2 separate regions of the Danio rerio genome follow, and region 1 is linked to region 2. Evidence: chromatin contacts called from public Hi-C data. All regions are on one chromosome and are shown on one strand. The core of a region is the stretch at or near the end of the contact, and the rest is flanking DNA. Distances in the headings are between cores, read along the strand shown.

Region 1 (2,764 bases), core at 145-2,644, 150 kb before region 2:
ACAAAACGCACAAAACTGTAAAATAAATAAATAAACATCATATAAAAAATATCATCAAGCATTCTATTAACAAATTAACATTAGTAAAAAAGGAAATTAAATAAACAAAAATAAATAGGAATAAAACAAATGATTAGAAATAATCAATATAAAATAAAAAACTTTAAAATAAATTACACAGTGTCGATTGAAATTAATATTAAAATGTCAAAATAAACTAAACAACAATACTATAACAAGTAGAACGTTATGTAAAATGTAAACAGATTAAATGCTGGGGCCTAAGTATAATAATAATAATAATAATAATAATAATAATAATAATAATCATAATAATTATAATCATAATCATCGTCACCGTAGTAAGAAGAAACATTATTTTAAATTTAATAACAGTTCAATTGTAATAATTATGATAATTGTAATAATTAAAATTAATACAACATGACAATAATGTTAAATTAAAATGAGGTAAAATAAAATTGTAAACAATAAACCAATAATAGCAATGCGAACAATTGAAAACAATTAATATAATGGCTAAAAAAACATTAAAAAAACTAAATAGTTTTCAAAAACAGACTATTTAGACCCATGGAATATAATATTTTGTCACAGTATAAACTGGGGCTTTATACTTTTAGGATGGGGTTTCCTGACAATATTTGGGGGTCTCAATTTGGACCCCAAAAATTTGGAATCTTAAAGACCACAAAAATTCCCACGATTTAATGTTTTGTTGATGTCGTATTTTAAAGTGATGCTTTTTTCTTTAACATTACGCATTCACGCAAACGAAAGATTCACGCACTGTTGTGAAAATAGAATAAAATAATAATAATAAATATAAAAGCGGCGTCATCTAAAAGTAGTCGCCATATGCTTACTATTAGCAGGGCAAAAGAAATGACTGCGCTAAAAGTACATCGGAGGTCCTCTGTTAAGACGCTAGTGATTTAATTGGTGTTGGAAGATTTGTTTACCATATTTGGGAAGGTAGTGGCATAGCTCGAATGGGAATTGGACGGGAACGACCGTCATTCATAAATTCAGCCCTCTAGAACTTAACAAACAAAGCGTTGCATGACGGGACCTGCAGTTTCGCTGTTTAAAGAGCAACTTCAGCACGCGCCATTGTCATTTCTGTGTAATCTACATATTCCCTCTCTCAGTTTAAGAATCGATCATTTGACATTATATAAACCAAATCGTAATGTGTATATCTACCGCTTCAACATAAACGCCAAACTAGCATAGTGTCATCAGAAACACAACAAACGTGGAATCCCAACGCATACAATTCCCATGATCCCCGCCCCGCTCTGATTGGCTGATTCGCGGTGTCAATCATTCGGCGCTCGTCACACCAGCGCTCCTACAGTAAATATTTGTGTTTGCTCAACCGGCTGTAATGGTGGACGACTGAAAGAGAAAAGCGGAGAGAGGCTAAATCTCGAAAATCCTGTCCCGGGTGAAAACACCAGTGTTCGTGGCTCGGAAACAAGCACCAGCCAAAATGGATGAACTCAAACATCAAGTTATGATCAACCAGTTCGTCCTGACAGCTGGATGTGCCGCAGACCAGGCGAAACAGCTTTTGCAAGCGGCACATTGGCAGTTTGAGGTAAGCGCAGCGGAGAGCACACTATGCATGCCTACGCCAGTGCATTGTTTATGTGGTGCACTGCATAGCACACATATGCATATGTGTCATTCTGTATTATCAGAGTGATAACAATGACCCAAACGTGTTTTAGTGTCCTCACTGAGCGTTTTTTAAATATAATAATTGCCTTTGCATGTGCTTTGTTGTTTGAAAAACTACACCTTTATAGTATAAAAATTGCAAAAAGCTCAACAGACAGGCTACTATCCAATTAGAGTTTACTCCAGATTAAATACTATAATCCGTCCACATGACACACTGTACTAGCTTCCCATGCTATTATGCAATGAAGATGACCGCTGACAGATTACACTCAAAGAGCTCAACACTGATACAATGTTGTGCTTTCGTTTCTCGTTTGGATCAGGATAAATCCTACAGCCATTCCCAAATAAGCGAACCCCTACTGTTCCCCAGTCTAGCGTGATGTTAAAATAGCCTGTAATTATTATAATACGGCATGTGAAGTAATGTTGTGTTCTGATCTTTCACTCACAGACAGCCCTCAGTGCCTTCTTTCAAGAGACAAATATCCCTTATGGTCACCATCATCAAATGGTGAGTAGGCTTACTGTTCGTAAGTGTTTGATTTATTAAATGTAACTTTTTTTTCTATACATGTGTTTGTTATATTGAGTGTACGTGCTCAGTTTATGCCGTGGCTGAAACAATAACAATGTAAAGCTGTAGCCATAGTGTCGGCCATGTTGCGGAGAGACGGGACTTCCAGAAATAAACACACACACACACACACACACACACACACACACAAGCTGTGTTCTGTGTTATTACTGTAGTGTGCCGAGGTAGGCAGTATTTCAGTGTTGCAGCATAAATGAAATGAAATAATGGCCGCAAGGTTAAAGTATCACGGATGTGGTTTTTCATCGGTCAAACAATCCAAATCAATGTCTTCCTGAGCAGAGGACTAGTGTTTAATTCCTTGATGATAAAGAAACATAAGCTATGTGCATATATTAGTAATAATAATGTAGTTCTGGAATATCTCATTGTCAGTTATCTGAATGTTTTCGTGTACAGCTTGTTTATTAAGAAACTGTTAATGATGATACATTATGTATTAAATACCAATGTTAA
Region 2 (2,978 bases), core at 318-2,817:
GTAAAACCCCAGTGACAGCTCGCGTATTTCTGAGAGTGTAAGTCATTTGTAAGTTGTTATTTTAATTAGTTTTTTTAGGGCAACAGTAGAATAAAACCCTCCACATAACAAGCTACTGGTCAGTCCATGACTCAGGAAATATATAAAAAACAATTCTCTTATAACAACATCCAACATGCTGTAGTGATGAATAGTGCAGTGACTTAACTTCATATCCAAAGAAAAGAAAGATATCCAAAGATGCCTTTTCAAGCTTAAAAAAAAATCTGTTTTTGAAACTAATGAAGTCAGCAAAATTCAATGACTAATTTTAATTATTTAGTGTGACATGTTACGGTTTCAAAATATTTTAATTATTGAAACAAATTATGCCATGTTTAATGGGAATGTTGTTTTTTACCCAGAGTTTTAAACAGAACTTATTTCAGAGCAGTAATCACAAAACCGTGATACCGCAAAACCGAGATATTTTTACCCAAGTAAGTTATCATACCGTCAGAATCTTATACTGGCCCATGCCTATTTACAACATAAGTATATTTAAGAAACAAAATAAATTTGTTTTATGCAAGTTTTTATTGGCGGGACAGCATGCAATATTATGTAATAATCTCACCAAGAGGACTTTGGACTGAAAAGTCCAAATCATAAAAAAGTGGAAGTGCAAATTACAAAAAAAAAAAAAAAAAAAACACATTTCAAACTTAGTACACATTCTTGGTTTAAATATGAACTTTCTTAAAATGTTTAGATTGAAATAAGTCAAAGGTATATTTTTACAGGTGAATTTGGTTGCTTTGCTTCTAAGATATTCACTTTAAATCAAAATCACAAGAGAGATAATAAATCTCATAACATAATGATTTCAAACATTCATCATTGAAGACAACAAGGTGAAGATGCCAAGAGTGTATAGTCACAATGTTTCTCCTATAAAGTTCAACCTGAAGTTGTCTGAAGACTGCAGATCTGTAAGGATGTTTACTCATTTACAAGCAGTTTCAGTTTCAGCGAGAGTTAATGAGACAAACAGGAAAAACAATAGTTTATCCTCACACAAATGATTAGATCATTCAAGTGCCTTCCTTAGGGCCTATAGTATATGACAATGAAAAATGTGATATGAAAATCCAAGTCTTACCATAAACATCATGTCAGTATTGATCCACACACATCATAACTCAATGTTTATACAGACTCTGTAAGTTAGCATGCTAGTGTGCAACTGTAAACATCCAATATACCGCAATAAACAAGTCATTTATAGATCAACAGAGAATACTAAATCTATATCTGGTAAATTATTTTTATTTCCGCGTGCGTATCTCGAGTGTAGATAGATGACATTCGTGTTTCACATTCAATCCTCACATCAGCAAACAGGCTAGCAGAAGAACTCCAGCGCTACATGTTAAATCTCTTACTGTCATATAATGGTCGCTTCTTGCCCTGTTCCCCACTGCTGCGTCAGGATCGCTCGTCGTAGCCCCTGGGTTTATTGCTCCATAACTGTCCTTTATGTGGTCACCCATGTATCCTGGGGTTGATTCTGTTTTTCTTTGGGACTGAAGTTTTTTTTTTTTGGAGGAAGTAAGATGGCCGCTGCTGGTGTGTTCGTCTGAACTCAGTGACGCAAACAGAGGTGTTAGAGGTCGATCACCATCAGGGGGCGCCATTGATCTGTCTTTTTTGTTTATAGTTTAGTTATTTATGTACATAAACAGCTCTGGGAATAAATAAATAAATAAATAAATAAATAAATAAATAAATAAATAAATAAATACATTTGAAATGTGAAAAAGATTTGCCATTACCGTTTGAACGTTGTTTTGGTTATTTTAAATTAAACACTTGTGTTTTATTTTAAACTCTTCGTAATGTGTCTGCAGAATTTAAAAAAAACATCATACAGTTTATTTATTTATTAGCTGAAAATGCCAATAAGTATTAAAAAATAATTCTAAACAACATTTGTAGTACATATATATATATACTAGGGTTGTCGTGATACCATTAATAAATTTTACGATACAATACCAGCTTAAGTATCATGATACTAAGTAGTATTGCTATACTGTAATTCATAACTTAAATTATAAAGAAATATGTCAGAATATTTTATGTTATAATAGGCCTACTTGAGTTTAATTAATATATTCCCTAAGGCCAAAAAGTATTATTTGCACCCCACTTCAACCAAATTTTATTCATTCTTTTTGTTTATTTTGTAGACAACTAGCCAACAAAAAGTACATTCAAATAATGTTTTCAGATTATATCGAATAAAACTTGTTACAAAAGAGTGTTTTTTCAACAAATTAGGCTTTATGGTGCAAGTGGTCAAAAATAGTTTTAATGTTTTCTGTTGCTATTTTGGGGTTTTTATCTATTTTTATCAGTCTTATGAAGAAACAATCCAAAGCAATTCAAAACTTCACTTTGCGAGTCGTTCTTTTTAAAAAATTGTTGCAGTTGTTGTAGCTATTAAATAATATTAACAGGAACAGAAATAAACTGATTCAGATGTGTGTTCAAACTGAGGAATCAGAAAACGTGCAATAGGCTACCATAAAAGGTGCGAGTTCTACACAGTTTTGCAACCTTAAAGGGCTCCACAGACTATTCACATAAAATGGTTTATTGTTGCACAAACGTGTAAGCATTTTAGGGACTTTTCCACAACATTGCAACATTATCCATTGTAGATAAACCATTAATGATGATACTTCCGTTTACAAACAGTGGCACCGCCAGTTTTTTGGAATCATAGTATCTTGATACTACCATAGCACCAGTAAACCGTGCAACCCTTATATATATACTGTACATATATATTAGAAACCCATGCAAAGGCAGGGAGAACATGCAAACTCCACACAGAAACGCCAACTGAGCAGAGGTTCGACCCAACGACCTTCTTGCTGTGAGGCGACAGCACTACCTACTGCGCCACTGCCTCATAGTTGTTTCTCCATCAG

What was found. A called contact is a pair of places that touch in the nucleus more often than the background predicts.
Region 1: a Hi-C map of hematopoietic stem cells shows a contact between it and region 2, with 1.6 times the contacts expected there. The contact joins the promoter of ubald1a here to the promoter of mrtfba in region 2. A contact is called at or near these places in 2 of 18 Hi-C or Micro-C datasets (caudal fin and hematopoietic stem cells).

The regions. Positions count from the first base shown.
Region 1 is chr12:21,803,434-21,806,197 of GRCz12tu, reverse strand. It overlaps ubald1a (UBA-like domain containing 1a), which reads left to right and starts at 1,394. Exons shown (of 4, transcript NM_001002488.1): 1 at 1,394-1,624; 2 at 2,165-2,224. The coding sequence starts at 1,517.
Region 2 is chr12:21,648,866-21,651,843 of GRCz12tu, reverse strand. mrtfba (myocardin related transcription factor Ba) reads right to left here and starts at 1,567. Exons shown (of 16, transcript XM_009306704.5): 1 at 1,425-1,567.